Linked DNA regions of Mus musculus: region 2 is linked to region 1. A link is a contact called in public promoter capture Hi-C data. All regions are on one chromosome and are shown on one strand. Each heading gives the region's core, a stretch centred on a gene start, on an enhancer-like site or on the middle of the called end of the contact. The rest is flanking DNA. Distances are from core to core; before and after follow the strand shown.

Evidence for each region. Promoter capture Hi-C pulls out the DNA fragments that hold promoters and counts their contacts.
Region 2: a promoter capture Hi-C map of embryonic stem cells shows a contact between it and region 1, with 2.4 times the contacts expected there. The contact joins the promoter of Triobp here to the promoter of Smpd5 in region 1. A contact is called at or near these places in 2 of 39 promoter capture datasets (embryonic stem cells and liver).

The regions. Positions count from the first base shown.
Region 1 is chr15:76,291,965-76,296,769 of GRCm38.p6, reverse strand. It overlaps Smpd5 (sphingomyelin phosphodiesterase 5), which reads right to left and starts at 2,398. Exons shown (of 7, transcript NM_001195537.2): 1 at 1,479-2,398; 2 at 1,308-1,380; 3 at 946-1,086; 4 at 786-875; 5 at 629-692; 6 at 409-544; 7 at 1-334. The coding sequence starts at 2,336. The coding sequence ends at 245. Spatc1 (spermatogenesis and centriole associated 1) reads right to left here. Exons shown (of 5, transcript NM_028852.1): 5 at 4,198-4,606. The coding sequence ends at 4,277. It overlaps Oplah (5-oxoprolinase (ATP-hydrolysing)), which reads left to right. Exons shown (of 27, transcript NM_153122.3): 27 at 1-167. The coding sequence ends at 135.
Region 2 is chr15:78,944,533-78,949,142 of GRCm38.p6, reverse strand. Triobp (TRIO and F-actin binding protein) reads right to left here and starts at 1,419. Exons shown (of 25, transcript NM_001039156.1): 1 at 1,095-1,419; 2 at 805-962.

The DNA of each region.
Region 1 (4,805 bases), core at 1,149-3,648:
CTCCACACGCCTGGGGGTGGGGGCTATGGAGACCCGGAGGACCCAGCACCACCACCAGGCTCGCCCCCGCTATATCCAGCCTTCCCAGAGCGAGGCAGTGTGTATGAGTACCGCCGCGCCCAGGAAGCAGTATGAGTGCCCCCACAATAAAGATCCTTTGAGTCGCATGGTTATTGGGTTATTGGGCTCCGCTCCCCCCATGGTGGTCTTTCTCGACATTCATCCCCTTGTCTGGGCACCAGCGTCAGGAGCATACCACTTGAAGCTTCAGGCCCATAGCCAAGTGGTCCGTGAGTCCAGCAAAGGCAGTACTGAATGTCACCTGCTCCGCCTCCTGCCGGGCAGGTGTCAAGTTGAGAGGTGTTTTCAGTTAAAGCAAGCCCAGCAGCCCTGAGGTGAGGCACTTACTGGGCTCAGGCGACTCCCGGGTACTCTGCGGTAGGTGATGTAGTCCAGACGCCGGCCCTTCCAGGACTGAGCTGGGTAACTCCCATGAAGGGGCCCTGACAGGTACAGGCGGCGCCCCTTTTCCTGTCTCAGGGCCCTAGGAGAGGGACAGCATTCCTGAGGCTAGGGACGTTTCTCTCAGCTGGCCTAGTAGTGCCTGGGGCTCAAGGAGTCCACTCACCTCCGAAGCATCTCTGGGGAGCAGGCAATGGAGTGGCGTAGCATGGAGGAATTCAAGATTGTCCCTGTGGAGTCCAGGGAAGAGCAGACTCAGCAGCAGGCCACCTTGCTGACAGACATCCCACAGACTTGTTCTCCCACCTACCCAGCAGCAGTACCTAAGGCCCAGGGCTGTTCCTGGCAAACGCCTAGCCGGCAGGGGTCCTGAAAGCAGCTGAAGAGTTTATGGCCCTGCTCCTTGGCATGATCTGTGGAGAAAAGCCGTTTCTCAGTGGGCAGAGCTGGGTCTCTTGGCTCCACCTCACCCCAGCTTCTTACCTTGGGAGCAGTTGTCAAAGTTTAGATCTCCCAGGAGGACGCTGAAGGCTACAGCCTCATCACTCTGCCGGTTCTCAGCCTCGAACTCTTCCACCCATTCCAGCAGCAGCGTTAGCTGTTTGCAGCGAATATGTCCATCCTCTGAGAGGAGAGATGAAGTTGGCTTAGCCCAGAGTAGGGATCTAAGACCTCACCCTGTGGGTCCTGATCTGTAAACCACCCAAGGCATTTCTTGGGATGTCTGGGGCAGAGAACATTGGGATGTGGGGACAGACGTGTTGGTAAGGTTAAGGGACCTACTGCCTTCGAAGGAGAGAAGAGGGGCTACCTACCCACATTTCAAACCCTCCTGCAGGGCTCACCAACGGGTGCATGCAAATGTGTACAATGAAGGTATCCCACGATGGGGTGCCCGTCCACGATGCCTAGCTGCGCCTGCAACACCACCCACAGTTCCAGGTCTTCTTGCTCTCCTGGTTAAATCTATTGCTTACGCTCTCCCCGCTAGGGCTCACTGCAGCCTGGGTTAGTACCTGGACTGATAGTAGACCTTTGGAGGCCATGGCGTCCTCGCGACGAGCGTTAGGAAAGCAACGGAAGGTGGCACGCAGCAACGGGTAGCGCGAGGCCAGTAGAAGCCCACTGCCCAGTACCTTGATGTACGGCCCAGCCATTAAGCCAAATGTGCCCACATCATATATCACCGGGCCCAGATTTGGTACCAAGACACGCACAAGACGACGAGCTGCGCGGAGGTCGAACACTTCCTGCAGACACACGAAGTCCAAGCCCATAGGTAATGTGGCCTTCAGCTCACCACCAGGCACCCTAGGCGGCGGCTGACTGCATTCGGAAACCCTATACTGTGACGATTGAAGGCTATCTAGCAGTGCGGCCCCTACAGCCTCGGCGCGCTGCAGGCTGTGCGACAGGTTGTTAAAATGAGCCAGCCCGTGGGGCAATAGGCACAGATTAGCAGTGAGAAAGACAAAGCAGCGCCGGCGCTCAGCAGGCGGATGCCAGGGCTGTGGCCACACCCAGCATGCCGGAGGGGGCTGATAGCAGAAGGGGCGGCGCCAGACCTGGAGGGGCAGCCAGAGCGCAAGGCCGACCAACGCTAAGGGTAGGCCGACCACCACCAGTGGTAGCAACACCCCACTTCCTGCCAGGACTTTGAACCACCCCAAGCTTTTGGATCGGACGCTTGGTGCCCAGCAGCCCAGCAACTGGTCCAGGGACCAGTAAGTCGGGAAAAGCAGCACGCGGGATAAACTGTAGAGGGCTTGCAGCACTGGGTTCGGGAAAGGTGAAGGCCTCAGGGCGTTGGGTGTCAGGGGCCAGTCCTCTTGGGGCACTGGGCTCCTTCGCCGCGAAATGTCAGGGAGACTCATTGGTTTCCAGCGGCGGCGGAGGTCAAGACCAGGTGGCACAACCTGTGCGCGCCGCTAGTAATGCCCGGACGTCCCGCGAGCCTGAGTGCTGGCCACTGGCCCCACCCACTCAGAACTTCTGTGGCGGTTGGAAACGAACAACAATTTAAAAAAAAAAAAAAACCCGTAAAAGAAATCCGAGCTTTACAGCCCTGCCCTATTTCCTCCTTGTACTTGCGGGGGTCCACTTAGTGCTTCGGAGAAAAACTTAGGGCCCTGCCTACTCTCCCCTCCCCCACCCCTCCAATACACTTTACAGCCTGACTACTCACAGCCAGGTAGGTTCACCACAGCCTCTCAATCCGGTGCCTGGCTTAGTGCAGAGACTCAGCACCGATGGCTTGCAGAGGCTGAGACTTCAAACCCGGGGAGGGACCGTTAGTTCTACACCTGAGGCAGCTTGCCCAGACAGGTAAAAGGAAATCCTCCATTCTATGAGCCCTGTAACAGACTTAAGTTCTTTTAATTCTGTGTTTTATTTTTGTTTGTTTTGTTTTGTTTCTCGGGGCAGGGTTTCTCTGTGACTCTGGCTGTCCTGGAACTTGCTCTGTAGACCAGGCTGGCCTCGAACTCACAGAGATCTGCCTGCCTCTGCCTCCGGATTGCTGGGATTAAAGACATGTACCAGCACCGCCCCTCTTGACTTTAGTTTCTTGACAATGATCCCTTGGGCTTTCACAGACTTTTCTTGGCTCCCCTTGGAAGTCTGACTCCTTAACTCCAGCTGTGAGCCAGCAAACACCCTGACATCGACCATCAGTGTCTCTTAAGTAACCCATCAGGTTTGTCTTGGCTGGCGATCTTCAGCCGGCTTGCCAGGATAGTCCTGGAGACTTTGGATGAAGGCAACTGTTGATGAGCTGGGCAGTCTGGGCAGAAGGCATTGAACTCTGCAGGGCAGGTGGGGGTGGGGGTGGGGGTGGGGCGAGGTATCCCAGCTGGAGAACCATGCCTCTTTCTAACCGGAAGTTGTATTGGTACTGATAGATTCCTGTTTGAATCCGCCCCCCCCCCCCCAAGGCTCTGCTGTTCCTTGACTGGCAAGAACTGGTTTTCTAAGTCCCTAGTTCTTTTATTCCTTTCTGCCTTGTCACTGCCCTAGCGCCTGCAACTTCAGGCAAGCCAGAAACTACTCCAGGCTTTTCCACACTGCCCTTCTCATGAACCAACCCCATTTTGGTCTCCACTCTTCTAGAAACACCACGATGTTTCCAATCTCAGCCTACCCATTGATTTCAATACCCCCCTCCCACAAGGGCCCCAATTTTTCCAACCCATGTTCCTTTTTTTTCATTTATTTATTCATTTTACATCCCCATAGATGCCCCCTGCTCCTGGTCCCCCCTCCCACAATCCCTCGCCCTATCCCCCCCAACCCATGTTTTTCATTCTCTGGTCAGCTCTGGTCCCCCATGCTTAGACAGAACCCATCCTTTTCTCAGACCTTGGGCATCTTCACAAGGGGCTGCCATCTCCCAGGCTCCCTTGCCCAGGTTTGGATGAGGTGGCATCTGGCTCTCTTACCTCTACTGTCCTGCCCCAAGGCCCTGAGGCTCCCTACCCCTTTGCTAAGAACAGGGAAGTATCCTTTCTTTCTGCATCATCCCTTCCCTGTTCCTGATCCTACTCCCTCTTTTTTTTCCTCCGCTCCCAGAACTTCTGTTTTCATTACCAAGTAAAAAGGGAATTTGGGACCTTCCATTTAATCCCATTAGAAAGACAGTGTCTGAGAGCTCTGTCTCTCCAGGGAGGCTGTAATGTGAATGTGGCCCCCCCACCCCACCCCACTGGAGCAGGAAGGTGTGGCTTGGGCCCAGTGACCAGAGTCTGTGGGAAACTTTAATGGCCATGCACAATGGCCTACAGGGTGAAGTGAGCCTGGGCCAGCCGGGCACCGGGTGTTACCAGATGAACATAGGTTTGCCGTCATCGTGGGACAGCTGATGGAGGCAGGAGAGCAGCAGGAGGGCGTCCGTGAGCTTGCTGGGGTGCACGGTTTCCAATAGCACACGCTGCAAGAAGTCCACCGTGTAGCAGCCACCTTCAGATGCCGCCAGCTCAGGCCGCTCGCGCAGGATGCCGTACTCATTGACCAGCTGTTCTGTCAGTGCCGGGTGCACCCGCCCGTTGTAGCCTAAGCTCTGCAGCTTGTTCATGATGCTCACGTAACGCTGTGTGAGCGTCTGGCACAGGTCCTCATCCAACTTGTGATTACTGGGGTTTAGGGAGGCCTGTTGGGGAGAGTGGCCATCAGGGACCCCCCACACACACACACCCCACCCTGGCTCACAGGCAGGCGGGAAGAGCAGGGGCAAGGGAGGCCGGGGGAAAGGAAATTGTGAAGTATTGCTATGAGGATGCCAAGAGAGGAGAAGCCATGGTCCCTGAAAGGTCCAGAGGGCTGGGCCTGAGGTCAAGGCACCCAAAAAC
Region 2 (4,610 bases), core at 170-2,669, 2.7 Mb before region 1:
GGCCATCAAAGCTCAGAGAGGTTCCCCAACAGAGGTGGCACTGGTCCAGCTGAAGGCTCAGGTCTGTCTCCTACAGCTCAGAGGTGACCCTGTGGGGGCTGGATCACACTGCCAAGTCACCTGGGTCCCTTGGCAAACACAGAGGGATGCAAAGGGCTGGCTAGGTATTTCCATACTTGAGGACAAAGTGTTACACAAAAGTGAACACCGCCTAAGGTCACAAAACTCCTCTGTGACTGAGTTTAGCCAAAAGAGAACCACTGCGTTTTTTTTTTTTTTTGTTTTATTTTGTTTTGTTTTCCCTGTTCTAAAGATCAGACCCAAGTTGGGGCAGGCATTAGAAAATTGCTGTACCATTGAGCTACACACCCAGCCTAGCCTACCGGTCCAGTCTTCTCTGTTCTGGAGGCTACAATGTCCACACCCTAAGAGTGACTCTGGGAGAGAAGATTCATCTCACTCATCCACAGGCAGGGAGGGGTATTAGCAGGAGATAGCCAGCATGCCCTAGAGCTCAAGTACCTCATAGCACCATTGGGTCACCTCATGCCTGACCTACTTGGTGATGATAGAGCTGGGGGTGGGGGGAGGGTCAAGCCTTTGTTGGCAATTTCAGCTGAGCTGAGGAATTTAGGGTTCTCCCCTGGGGCTCTAGGTCGGTCCCTTGGAGAGTGGAAGCCCCACGGGAGGATCCACGGAGCTTGAGTTCCTCCTAGGGCGACCACTTACCTGCTCTGCTTAGTTCCCGTTTTGTATAATGGATGTATAGATGGATGGATGGGTGGGTGGATGCGCTGCACAAACCTGGGCTGTTCTTTTCTGGTCCAGCCACCGAGAAGAGCATCCTCTTGGATAGAGAACGTAGCTCCTTTTCCAGGGAAGCTAAACGGGGGCTCTTCGTGTGCCCCTTATGACTCCAGTTTCCTTCACGACTCCCCCCAGCCAACTGGCAGAAATCTTCCCTAAAATGCACATTAGATAAGAATTTAACTACAAAAAGCCTTCGTGCATTTGCACGCCCCACCCGGAGAATGGACCCTGAGTCCCCTCTTCCCAAAGCCGGCCGACCAGCTCCTCGGGGTCTCTCAGCTTACCTCCTCTGGCCTCCCCTTTCCAGCCAGCTTAGTTCCGCTAGCCGCGGGGTTCTGACCTGGACTCGGGTTTCCACTCTCCGGGCGGCGGAGGAACTGGTGCCAGAGTCACAGCCTCTATTTTAACAATGAATCAAAACGCGGCCCAGGACTTGCGTGATAGACCACGCCCCTCCCTCACTCCAATAGGCTCTCCCTAAGAGCTTCATTTGCATGGTCAGTGTGCGACTGGACACACCGAGGACTAGGGGCGGGGCAGAGGCGGGCGGTGCCCAGGCGCCTTGCCGCGCGGGATGCACAGCACGTTTCGCCCGCGCTACCAGCATCTTGGTCCAGTCATGTCCCCATGGGGCCTGAGGACTGGACTTAAGGGCTTGTCTCTTTTCCTGTTGGCTCTCTCTAGCTAAGGTCCCTCAAAAGATACTAATGCATGTGTGGAAAGTACAAAATGTGGCTTCCCGGGCGTGGGGACACAGCACTTTAAAAACTGAAGCAGGATGATGGATCTCCCACAGTTCCAAGCAAACCCAGAGGGCTGGTGATGTACACCTCTAACCCCAGAAATTGGGAGATGAGGTTAGTGGGTATCTAGAAGTGAGGGGAAGACAATCAGAAGGTTATGGCCAGAGACAGTTGGAACCCTGCCTAGTCTACATGAGACCCTGTCAAACAAAAGCAAAACCACCAAAAACCGAAATCAACCAACCAAATAAATTGTTCAGGCAGAACAGTACCAGACAGCTAGTAAACACTAGTGGAACACGGTACCAAACTCATACCGCTCTAAGTTACTGTAGTCAGGGTCTCAGTAGCACAGAGCATCCCTGCCCAGGGATATCTTCACCTCCATTTGAACATTGACCTGGGCTCAGCCACAAAACCAGCAGCCCCACCCCAACTTTTCAAGTTAAGCTCTGTTGTACATTGGTTAAACCCCAGCTCCTATGCCAAGCCTTTACGTATAGCAACAAGGATCAGAGATGCTAATAGACTTGCCAGGGTCACACAGCTAATAAAGGGCAAAAACCAAACTAAAATCTCGGAATGTCTGACTCTGCAGGCCACTGTGGAGTGCCCTCCATTCACATATTCTCTCATTCACTTGGATCTGGTGATGTGGCCAGAAAAGTAAACAGGAATAAAATGTAGTTGCTTCCAATGTGAGGGCATCCTGACCCCGAGTGGAGCTGGCTGATAAGCACAATGGGCTTCCTCCCTGGTCTGGCTAGCTCTAAGTAAGAAAGGGGCTAGTGAGACCTGGGTTCTGCATCAGCGTCTAGCACTTCTTGGCTGGGTGATCTTGAGCCAATTACTTGGCCTTTCTGAGCCTGGAGTGGAATGGGTGTTTCCACTGGGTTGGAACTGACACGGACCCAGCCCTCTGCCCCTACCAGGCTAATCCACCGAGAGCCAACTGAGGCTGGCACTCCTGACAGTGCGGTTCGTTAAAAATGTATGGAGCCCTTTGTCAGTCATGTTTGCCAAGGGTTCATCGGAGAACAAGAGACCTGTGCACTGCTTTGTGTGTTTGTGTGGTGGAGGAAAACAGACCCAGGGCAAGAGAAAGAAGCAAGACATGACTGAGTTCGCCGGTGCTTAGCTAAGAGAAAAGAGGGCAGAGCAGAGAGTGGCAGGCATAGGGTAGCTGGCATGTTTCCAAGAGGTTGTCCGTGATCTTAAGAAAGTTGTTCTTGGGCTGGAGAGATGGCTCAGCCATTAAAGGCTAGGCTCACAACCGAAAATATAAGAAAGTTGCTCTTGCCTCTGCCACATGGCCATGTTTGTTCCTCCCATGCCATCTAGGGGGACAGGAACCACACAGCCCTCCTCATCACCATCCTATCAGAAGGATGTCACACTCTAGTGAGATGCCCAAAGTCCCCTAACTTCCACTCTGGATCCATGAGGGCGTCTGTCTGGGAACTGTGTCCCAGAGCCCTGTGAACTGTTGAGTGGACTCAGTTGAGGGTACTGTGGCGGCAGCCAGGCCAGTCACCACTGTCGCTATTCCTCCTCCTGTCTCCTGCTCCAGCTTGGACTTGTCCGCATCATGTCTTTTAAATTGTATTGTTTTATCAGTGTGACATATGAAGGGCACACTTGTGAGTGTTGCTAAGTATTCCTCTTTAGAAGGAGGTAGAAACAGTGTCTACCCATCCTTCCAATGACAAGCCAAGGTACTATCCCACCTTGGGGGAACCAGTGATTTTATTGGACTTCTTTATGAAACTTAAGTGAAGGGGTTACTTACAGAAATGTCGGTGTTCCTTCACAAAGGCTACACTGTGAAGTGTCTACCCAGCAGGGATTATGGCTTCCCCAGAGCTGCATGGATGGAGCCCAACCCCCTTCCTCAGCCCTTCCTCCACCTATAGCCTCTAGGCTGTCCCCCTACGAGACTGAAGCCACATGCTATTAGAGAAGAAGTTTGTTGGGAGGAGTGGCTACTCAGGCAAGGAGGGTTCCATGGTGATTCTCTGTCTCCTCCTAGGAGGAAAGTAAAGAGTCAACAGGCCCAGTTGTTGTGGTAATCCTTTCTCTTCTTTTCTTTTCTCTTCTTTTCTTTTCTTTTCCTTTCTTTTCTTTTCTTTTCTTTTTTCTTTCTTCTTTCTTTCTTTTTTTTTGTTTTTGGTTTTGGTTTTGGTTTTGGTTTTTGAGACAGGGTTTCTCTGTATAGCCTCGGCTGTCCTGGAACTCACTCTGTAGACCAGGCTGGCCTCGAACTCAGAAATCCACCTGCCTCTGCCTCCTGAGTGCTGGGGTTAAAGGGTAATCTTTTATAAACAGATCTAGAAGAACTCCTATGAGCTTGAAAGATGAGAACAGTTAGCAGCACTTGCTGCTCTTGCTGAGGACCTGGGTTTGGTTCCCAGCACCCATGTGGTAGCTCACGACCACCTTTAATTTTCTTTCCAAGGATCGAGCGCCCTCTTCTGACCTCCAATGGCACCGAACATATTGGTGCATTTACATACATGCCAGGCATGGTGGCGCATGCCTTTAATCTCAGCACTTGAGAGGCAGAGGCAGATGAATCTCTGTGAGTTTGAGGCTACCCTGGTCTATATAGTGAGTTCCAGGATAGCTAAGGCTACACAGAGAAAACTCTCTCAAAAAGCCACCACCACACCACCACCGATGATAATAATAATAATAATAATAATAATAATAATAATAATAATAATGAGAAGGAGGAGGAGGAGGAGGAAGAGAGGAAGAAGAAGAAAGAGAAGGAGAAGGAGGAGGAGGAGGAGGAGGAGGAGGGGAAGGGGAAGGGGAAGGGGAAGGGGAAGGGGAAGGGGAAGGGGAAGGGGAAGGGGAAGGGGAAGGGGAAGGGGAAGGGGAAGGGGAAGAAGAAGAAGAAGAAGAAGAAGAAGAAGAAGAAGAAGAAGAAGAAGAAGAAGAAGAAGAAGAAGAAGAAGAAGAAGAAGAAGAAAGGTTTTGCCGGGCGTGGTGGCACACGCCTTTAATCCTAGCACTCGGGAGGCAGAGGCAGGCAGATTTCTGAGTTAGAGGCCA